2 separate regions of the Sus scrofa genome follow, and region 1 is linked to region 2. A link is a contact called in public Hi-C data. All regions are on one chromosome and are shown on one strand. The core of a region is the stretch at or near the end of the contact, and the rest is flanking DNA. Distances in the headings are between cores, read along the strand shown. Region 1 holds the start of CAPN11 (calpain-11). Region 2 holds the start of HSP90AB1 (heat shock protein 90 alpha family class B member 1).

Region 1 (5,122 bases), core at 2,499-4,998, 75 kb before region 2:
ACTGGAGAGGAGAGAGCAGCAGGAGGGGCCTGCCCCATCCAAGTGTCACCCTCTCCCCCTGCATCCCTGTCACCTCTGCCTCTGACCCCTACCCCAGGAAATGGTAAGACCACTCAGACTGAGGGACAGGGACACAGGCCTATACTCGGAACCCCCAAGACCCACACAAATGCGACAGAGACGCGGGAGAAAAGCCAGGCAAAGTCCCAAGTTCCGCATTGGTCCAAGAAGGCTTCCTGGAGGAGGAATAACCCAGGACAGCCGCTTCCAGAAAGGGCTGGAGGGAGAGAGGCAAGAAAATGGGGCCACGGAGATGGACCAAATACGGTTATTATTGTTTGTTATCATTGTGGGGGTTTTTTTTAATCATTTATTTATATTTTTTTTCTACTGTACAGCATGGTGACCCAGTTACACATACATGTATACATTCTTTTTTCTCACATTACATGTTCCTTCATAAGTGACTAGATGGCGTTCCCAGTGCCACACAGCAGGATCCCATTGCTAATCCATCCCAAAGGCAATATTCTGCATCTATTTACCCCAAGCCCCAGTCCCTCCCACTCCCTCTCCTTCCCCGTTGGCAATGTCATTGTTGATGCAATTTATCCAGTGGTTCTTATGTGCGGGTAATTACCATAAGTGACTTCTAAGCTTTAAAGCACTGACTCGGAGTTCTCATCGTGGCACAGTGGTTAACGAATCCGACTAGGAACCATGCCCTTGCTCAGTGGGTTAACGATCCAGTGTTGCCGTGAGCTGTAGTGTAGGTCACAGGTGCGGCTTGGATCCCTCGTTGCTGTGGCTCTGGCGTCGGCTAGCAGCTACAGCTCCGATTAGACCCCTAGCCTGGGAACTTCCATATGCCGCGGGAGCGGCCCTAGGAAAGGCAAAAAGACAAAAAAAAAAAAAAAAAGCACTGACTCCTGGGAGTTCCCCTTGTGGCTCAGCGGAAACAAATCTGACTGGTATCCATGAGGACGCGGGTTCAATCCCTGGCCTCGATCAGCGGGTTAAGGATCCCACATTGCTGTGAGCTGTGGTGTAGATTGCAGACGCAGTTCGGATCCAGCGTTCCCATGGCTGTGGTGTAGGCCAGCAGCTGTAGCTCCAATTTGACTCCTAGCCTGGGGCCCTCCGTATGCCATGGGTGCGGCCCCAAAAAAGCAAAAAATAAATGAAGCACTGACTCCTCAGAGAGCTTTCTGTGAGGCCAGGCATGGCTTTGCTGTGAGGGTTATGAGATAATGTTCAGGTGCTCGCTTGGCCCCGTGCCCAGCACATAGTAAACACCCAATAAATGTCAACTATAAAGAATACTGTGCTCGTTAATAGTACCTACAAAGCAGGTGTGGTTTTCCTCTTGTTATGGGTGAGGACACAGCTCAGGGAGGGTGTGGGCTTTGCCCGAGGATCTTGGGAAGGTTCTGAGCATCTCCCCTCACCGGCTCCCAGCTTGTCTGTCCTGACCCCAGGAGTGCCTGAGACCCTCCAGTTCAAATCCGCCCCATCCTCTAAGGTCCAACTCAAATTCACCTTCTCTAAGAAATATGCCATGGAGTTCCCATCGAGGCTCGATGGTTAACAAATCCAACTAGGAACCGTGAGGTTGCAGGTTCGATCCCTGACCTTGCTCAGTGGGTTAAGGATCCGGCATTGCCATGAGCTGTGGTGTAGGTCGCAGTTGCAGCTTGGATCCTTCATTGCTGTGGCTGTGGTGTAGGCCAGTGGCTACAGCTCCGATTAGACCCCTAGCCTGGGAACCTCCATATGCTGCAGGTGTGGCCCTGGAAAAAGACAAAAAAAAAAAGACAAAGAAAAAAAGGAAAGAAATATTCCATGACCATTCTAGCCCACCCTCCAGAGGCCTACCAATCCACGTGGTCACATACAGTGTAGACAGCATACACAGCATGTACAGCAGGAGGCAGTCTACCTGGACACCAGTCCTGGTTCTGCTGCTCACTTGGTGCACGTCCCCAGGGGAGCCTCTTCTCCCCTCAGGACATGTTTCCGCATCAGTAAAATCAGGGGGCATGAGCAGGTGACCCCTAAGGCCCTAGAGCATCCTGCCCACCTGCCTCCCACCGTCCATCAGGAGGACCCAAGAAAGAAAGAGAGTGGGGGAACTCCCAGAGGGAGGGGAGACCTCAGAGGAGGCAGAGAAGGAGGAAGAGAAGAGACAGGTACTCAGGTACCAAAAAGGCTGCAGACTGTCAACATGAATTGGCCAACAGTCCGGACAGCAAACAGGGAAAAGCCTGATAAAGGCTGCCTGGGTGTCCTGGATGTCAGATCCATAGTCTTGTGAAATGTGGACTCTCGGGGGGGGGGGGGTCCCAAAGTCCAGGGGCTGGAGGAGGAGTGGCCGAGCCAAGGGCCCCGGAGAGCAGAGAGCCCACTGGCTGGTGGGCAGAAATTGGCTGAGTTTCCGGCAGGGAGCTCGCACAGCAGTCCCCTGAGGCCGCAAACAGCAGTCGCACACTTGATCCCTCCATCTAACTGTCCAGAGGACCTACTGTGCACCAGTGACACAGTGGGGAGCAGGGCTGCCTCCTGGGCACCCGCAGCTGAGCGGACAAGCTGCACCCGCAGCTGAATGGACAAGAGTTGGGAGCACTCACTCGGTCCAGCGCTGTTTTTAGCACTTTCTACACGTGAACTACATACAGGCAGACCTCAGCCATGTGGGTTCCCTTCCAGGCCACCACAATAAAGTGAATATTGCAATAAATCATGTGATTTGGAGGTGGGGTTCCAGTGCACATGAAAAGTTTACGATGTCCTCTATTAAGTGTGCAATACCACGGTCTTTAAAAAATGTATATACTGGAGTTCCCATCATGGCACAGTGGTTAAAAAATCCGACTAGGAACCATGAGGTTGCGGGTTCGATCCCTGGCCTTGCTCAGTGGGTTAAGGATCCGGCGTTGCCATGAGCTGTGGTGTAGGTCTCAGATGTGGCTTGGATCCCGTGTTCCTATGGCTGTGGTGTAGGCCAGCAGCTGTAGCTCCCATTCGACTCCTAGCCTGGAAACTTCCATATGCTGTGGGTGTGGCCCTAAAAAGCAAAAAAAAAAAGGAGAGGGGTTCCCACTGTGGTGCAGTGGGTTAAGAATGCAATTGCAGTGGCTCAAGTTGCTGCAGAGGCACAGGTTTAATCCCCAGCCTGGCACAGTGGGTTGAAAGGACCAGCATTGCCACAGCTGAGGCGTTCGGTCACAGCTGCAGTTTGAATTCAGCCCAGGGAACTTCCATATGCCTTGGGCACGACCGTAAACATTTAAAAACAATACTACTAAAAATAAGAAGGGGAGAGAGACACACAGAGGAGGCCATGTGAAGACACAGAGATGCACAGGGATTGCCTGTTGGTGGCTTCTGGAAACTTATCAAGATAAGAGGTCCGTTGGGGTGTCAGCTCCTTCCTGGAAGCCTCGGGGAGAAGGAGAGGGACTCAGACTCATCCTGATTGGATGATGTGGTGAGGACAGCCAGCCTGGTAGTGGCCTCCGGGGTGGGGGTGCTGGGTCACCCTGTCCCCGTAGGAAGATGGCCCTTGGACTTGTGGGTGGGGACGGGGCTGGAAAGGGGCCAAGTTAGGGAGAGCGCCAGCCTGAGGGACCCAAGTGGGAAAGGGCAGCGGTTAACCTGCCGCTGTAATTGGAGAGTTCCGGGTGAGGGTGGTGTCCTCCAGCCCCTCCCCCAGCATCTTCAACTGTCAAGCACTGTGCCAGCCAACAGCATGCTGCCCTCCCCAGGTAGGCGCTGATGGGGTTTGTCCTACTGCTGTGCCTGGCAGACCTGGGCCTCCCCCCAGGGAAAGGGCTGTGTCCCCCTCTGTCACACTGGATGCTCCCAAGGCACGGGAACTGGGCCTCTCCCGCAGCCAACTCGGGAAAGAACAGGCGGTGGCTGGTCAGACCTTTGGGAGCCCAACCTCCTTGTTTCCACCGAGTGTTGGCGATGAGGAGAGGAGGGGGGCAGCCACCCCGATGTCCCAGTCTGGGCACCAGGCTTGTGGGACAGAACCTCCAGGGGCCATTAAGAGAAATAAGGGGGGAGTTCCCGTCGTGGCGCAGTGGTTAATGAATCTAACTAGGAACCATGAGGTTGCGGGTTCGGTCCCCGCGCTTGCTCAGTGGGTTAACGATCCGGCGTTTCCATGAGCTGTGGTGTAGGTTGCAGACGCGGCTCGGATCCCGCGTTGCTGTGGTTCTGGCGTAGGGCGGTGGCTACAGCTCTGATTGGACCCCTAGCCTGGGAACCTCCATATGCTGCGGGAGCGGCCCAAGAAATAGCAAAAAGACAAAAAAAAAAAAAAAAGAGAGAGAGAAATAAGGGGCACCCTAGCCTCAGTCTCTGGGCTTCTTGGGGACGGGGGACAAGAGGAAGACCCCAAACCCAGTCCGGGCAACACCTTTGTTTCCTCTCTGCTCCGGAAGTTGAGCTGTCACTTAATCAACAGGTCCCCATCTGATGGGGAGACGACATGTACGCCTGGGACAGAAAGTGCCCCCGTATCCATTCACTCCCTGTTTTCACACATGCCCTGCCCATCGGCCTCCCGACACCCGACCCCAACCCCGCCAACCAGTCTTGTCTGTCTGTCCATCAGTCTCAGTGTGTCCACGATATGCGTGAGCCCACCCTGCCAGCCGCTGAGTCAGGAGCGCAGAGGGTGGCCTGAGTATGCAGGACCTTAGGCAGGTTCGGAGTCAGGACAGTGAGTAAGGACTCCTGGGCTGGGCGATGGTCCAGGGACAGAGAACTCCAGGGAGATGAGGGAGGCGACATTTAATCCTCATCAACTTGAGACCATGATGTACGTGGACATCCACCCCTTCAGTGGTCCTTCTGGACTCCCATCCTGCGGGCTTGGCACACTCACTTCTGGGGGCAGCCAGGCAGAGGCCTCGGACAGCCCCGGGGGCAGGGACAGGTACAGACGGTTCCCCTGCTGGTGGGGCCTTGGCCCATTCTCTTGACCCAGATTTCTCACTCTTCACACTTGACATTTGGGGACAAGATATTTCTTCGTCGCGGGGGCTGTCCTGTGCACTGTGGGATGTTCAGCAGCATCCCTGGCCTCTGCCTACTGGATGCCAGTCGCCTCCCC
Region 2 (4,886 bases), core at 239-2,738:
AGGAGTGTGGGGCAAGGAAAAGGAACGCGAGGGTCCTTTGTTCTTTGGAGTTCAACAGCTGGACAAAGAAGTGCTACAAGACTGCACACCAGGGCTGCCGAGGGAGGTCTGCGGGTCGGAGGTATCCCTCTCCCAAGCATTCCAGGGGCGGACAAAGTGGGCCACGAAGGGAGTTGAGGGAGTTGCTGGGCATCCACAAGGTCACGGCGCAGGGAGCGGTCATTCTCTCCCGGAGGGGCTGTGGGGCGGGTGAGCTCCAGAGATGAGGCCTTGGAAAGGCGAGGACAGCGTACCCGCCCCGAAGGCAAGCAAAAGCGGCAGGGCCAGGCGAGGCAGCTGGGCCGGCGCTTGGCTTGGGGGCTCCGGCGCCGCAGCAGCTGAAGGGGAACAACCTGGTTCTGCCCGCCAGGAGCGAGCAGCCCTTTGGCCAGCATGAAGGCGCTGGTGTCTTCATGCCACCTCCTAGAACCCCCGCCACCCAGCGGGGGTCCCTGGAGATCCTCCCCTCCCCAGACCTAGACAGTTGCAGGAGGGGAAAGAATTTTTGTAAAAAGAAAAGGAAACCAGATTGTATGTGCATGCCCCTGCGTGCGACACGCGTGGGCGGCTGCAGAGGCTGGGGAGGGTTTCTCAGGTAGCGACGCCACCCTCAGTCTCGGCTCCGAAGGCGGTTCTCGCAGAGCCGCCCCAATAACCCGTGTGCTGTGTGACTGACGGGGGAGAAAGGGGGGATCATCCCTGTTCCACCCCACCCTGGACGCAATGCTGAGCGAGCTGGGTCTGGCGGGTGGCGAAGAGGGTGCCGGGTGTAGTTGCCCGCCAGCAACATAGGATCGAAGTTGCCCACCTCTCCCGGAGATTCAAGCATAACGTTGGAGAGGCGGAGCCGCCGCAGAGGCACAGCCCAGTCCGCAGAAAAAGGGGTGGAGCCCCAAGGGAAGAGGGCGGGGCGGGGCGGGACAGGACCGTAGAGGCGGATCTGGAAACTGCTGGAAGATCGCAGCACCGCCACTGTCGCTCCTTCCGCCGCTTGCAGACAAAGAGTGCCCTCCACACCCGAGCCGGCGACCTTCTAGCAGCGGAAGCCACGCCCCGCAGCGAGACGCTGGCACTGCCCATTGTCCCCTGGGAGTGCCAGGGTTCGCGGGCTGCCCAAAGTTCGGCTTCAAATTCCCCAGTGTCCCCGGAAAGGACCCTTTCCCCTTATTGGGCAGTAGGAATGTGTAAGGAAGATTGTAGCAGGGAGGGAGCATAGGTGGGAGTAGTTGGTCCCCTTTCAGGTGTTCCTCTGGGATTCTTTGGTGTGGAGGCACCTGCTCTACAGGTTTTTACTGAGGTCAGCGGGGATTCTGTTCCCTAGAGCCACGGCATTTGTCCTATGAGTATACCCAACATCTAGCTCTGGTGGTGTCCTGTCTTCAGGACGCGGAGATGGGACTAAGAAAAAGTCTACACATGCGCGCCCTTGCTCTTCACCGCCCCCTCCCCTATTTTGGACCATGACGTAAAGGTGGGCGGGCAGCGGCAGGTGCGGGGCTGACAGACAGCCTCCTTTAAGGCGGAGGGATCTGGGGGCGGGCAGCGAAGGTGTGCTTCGCCTTATATAAAGCGACTGGGGTCTCACAGCCGTTCTCTTGAGTCACCCCCCGCGCAGCCTTGTTCTGGCGTGAGAGCCGGAGGCAGTCCTTCCCCGCTCAGCTTTGTGGTGTTTGTGATCCTTATCCTTTAAGGTAAGGTTGCACTCTTAAGGCATTTCTGGTTAAATTTCAGGTTGCTTTCGTCCATTCTGTCCTTTCTGAGACCCAAGTTTTTGTCGTGCTGGGGCGGTTTGCTGGACAACGCTCCCAATTTTTTTAGAGGGTGGGTGGAAGGGAGCTCTCGAGTTTAGCTTTTCCTTCCATGCTTGGTGTCGGGCCTTCTAGGCGGCTGTTAGGCCTGGGCGAGTGGGGCTGGGGGACTGGGCGGCTACACGTGGTAGCCGCGCCGGCCCGGGACGCTGCCATGTTTGCCCCTCTACTTCCGGACGCGACTACGGGGCGCCAGAGGGTGGGCAAGGTTGGTGGGTGTGCGGGCCCGGTGTGACTCAGCACAGCATGGTTCTGGGTAGGTTTTGCCATCTCTTTTATAGAAGGGAGTTTTTCTAGTCCTTAGTGTGAGGGTTTGCGGCAAAGGATGCTTTGGAGCTCCAGTGGCCCATCGTGCTTCCTGCTTCGAGCTCATTCCTGCAGTCAGGGTGGAGGGGTAGCGGAGGAGGCAGGCTTGAGAATTTATGGGAGCATTTCTTCGTCGTCCTCTTTTCTCCCCGTTGGCTGGAATTGTTCTGGAAGGTTCTGGAACTCGGCGCCCCGCCCTGGTGCCCGGATGCTGAGGCGAAGGGAGGCTGCGCGGTGGCGCCCCCTCCTCGCGTGGTCCTGGCCGACGCATGTCCGGCATCGACGAGCGTCGGCCCCGCGGACTACGCCACCATCTTAGTTGTATTTGGTTTGGTCCTGTACCTCAGTCACGTGTGCTACAGGGACAGAGTGGAGCCTTTTGCTTTATCGGTTCTTTGTCTTAATGGCATCCCAAGTGGGTATCCCACGATTCTCTCGCGTTAGCCTCCCTTACCACGTGAGGTAGCAATTTCACATCTTCCTGGAGGTGAAGGGAGAGCAGTTTCAAATGATAGCCCCTTTAAGGTAAAACTGGTCTGTTTGGGGGGGGGGCTCCCTCCCCTCCACCAGAAATGGTAGAACCGTAGTTACTAATTTGTACATTTGAATATGTATGTAGGTCTTCTGCTTATTCACATTTAAGAAACCGGGGTTGGGCGAGGTACTCTGCATGCCTAAGAGATTACCAGGTGATGAGAGGCTGCTGATCCGTGGATGGATCGCCTAACATCCTAACAAAATGCTTAAGAGACCTTAAGGCATTTTGGGGGCTGTATTAGCAGCCCCCCCCCCCCCCGCCCCTCTTATTCTCAGACTGAGGGCGCAGCCTGAAGTCTTTAAAGGAAAGGTCTTGCATCTCAGTACTCGGTTCAGAACAACTTGAACTGAACCTCTTAGTGTCTTTATTGTAATTGGGGTGAACTTGAGTCCAAAGTTCTTCATCTCTCTTATTTTAGATGCCTGAGGAAGTGCACCATGGCGAGGAGGAAGTGGAGACTTTTGCCTTCCAGGCAGAAATCGCCCAGCTCATGTCTCTCATCATCAATACCTTTTATTCCAACAAGGAGATTTTTCTTCGGGAGTTGATCAGTAATGCTTCTGATGTGAGTTCCCTGAGCGTCTTCATTGGCATTTGTTTGTTTCTCGAGTACTTCAAAGAAGGAGAGGGGTGATTGGGCATTTTGTGGGTTTTATTTTTGAAGGGAATATAAACTTCAATTCTAAAAAGGTTTTGCCTTGCTTTATGTGGATAGATGGCGTACTCTAACTGGATGTACGTCTCAAGCTTCAAATGAAAGGGGTTATCAGAAATGAGGTTATCTGGGAGTAGGAAAAAACTTTTTCTATTGGATGAGGTGGAAGCAGAATTGTAAAACTGCAATTTGTATTTTCAGGCCTTGGACAAGATTCGCTATGAGAGCCTGACAGACCCTTCCAAATTGGACAGTGGTAAAGAGCTGAAAATTGACATCATCCCCAACCCCCAGGAGCGCACCCTGACTCTGGTAGACACAGGCATTGGCATGACCAAAGCTGATCTCATAAATAATTTGGGAACCATTGCCAAGTCTGGTACTAAAGCATTTATGGAGGCTCTTCAGGTATGTGGTATTTCAGCTAGGCATGCACCATTCATATTCATTGATGTTTAGTTTGCTGTTTCTTCAAAACTTGTGTTTGACTTTTTAAAACTTTTTGGTAGGCTGGTGCAGACATCTCCATGATTGGACAGTTTGGTGTTGGCTTCTATTCTGCCTACCTGGTGGCAGAGAAAGTGGTTGTGATCACAAAGCACAATGATGATGAACAGTATGCCTGGGAGTCTTCTGCTGGGGGCTCCTTCACAGTTCGTGCTGACCATGGTAGGCTGATTTTCCTGTTGGGTGTCGGGGATAGAATTCTGAGGGAACAGTGGTAAAGATCTTGAGCATTCTAATGGTGAGACATTGGTCTTTGTTGTTCAGCACTTAGTTTTCTTTTTCACTCCGTTTTGATTGACTTTCTAGGTGAGCCCATTGGCCGAGGTACCAAGGTCATTCTGCATCTTAAGGAGGACCAGACAGAATACTTAGAAGAGAGACGGGTGAAAGAGGTGGTAAAGAAGCACTCACAGTTCATAGGTTATCCCATCACACTTTATGTGAGTATGAACTGGTAACTCAATTGTCTGCTGCAGGAGACACTTGGTTTTTTATTTTCTGTAGTCTGAAATTTTCATCTTTGATACTTGCAGCTGGAGAAGGAACGTGAGAAAGAAATCAGTGATGATGAGGCAGAGGAAGAGAAAGGTGATAAAGAGGAGGAAGATAAAGATGATGAGGAGAAGCCCAAGATTGAAGATGTGGGCTCAGATGAGGAGGATGATAGTGGCAAAGATAAGAAAAAGAAGACAAAAAAGATCAAGGAGAAGTATATTGATCAGGAAGAACTGAACAAGACCAAGCCCATCTGGACCAGGAACCCTGATGACATCACCCAGGAGGAATATGGAGAGTTCTACAAAAGCCTGACCAATGACTGGGAAGATCACCTGGCAGTCAAGGTAAGAAGCCTTGTTTGTTGGCGCAATAGGAAGAGTTGGTAATGGGCAAGTGGCACTTGCCCAACTGATTGGGAACTGGGAATGCCATGAGTTCACCTACTGATGGACCCTTCCAGGGCAGGGGAATGACATCTCCAGGGACTTCACTGTGTCTCTGGCAGCTTTGCCCATCTAGCATTCTGAATTGGCTA

The links. A called contact is a pair of places that touch in the nucleus more often than the background predicts.
Region 1: a Hi-C map of liver shows a contact between it and region 2, with 2.0 times the contacts expected there. The contact joins the promoter of CAPN11 here to the promoter of HSP90AB1 in region 2. A contact is called at or near these places in 3 of 5 promoter capture datasets (fetal liver, liver and skeletal muscle), 30 of 47 Hi-C or Micro-C datasets (adipose tissue, alveolar macrophages, blood and 15 more) and 2 of 2 datasets of contacts at active chromatin or transcription factors (alveolar macrophages and skeletal muscle).

Annotation. Positions count from the first base shown.
Region 1 is chr7:39,165,243-39,170,364 of Sscrofa11.1, forward strand. CAPN11 (calpain-11) reads left to right here and starts at 3,749. Exons shown (of 22, transcript XM_021100038.1): 1 at 3,749-3,764. The coding sequence starts at 3,749.
Region 2 is chr7:39,242,286-39,247,171 of Sscrofa11.1, forward strand. It overlaps HSP90AB1 (heat shock protein 90 alpha family class B member 1), which reads left to right and starts at 1,489. Exons shown (of 12, transcript NM_001244433.1): 1 at 1,489-1,730; 2 at 3,110-3,256; 3 at 3,548-3,754; 4 at 3,856-4,015; 5 at 4,160-4,293; 6 at 4,387-4,695. The coding sequence starts at 3,110.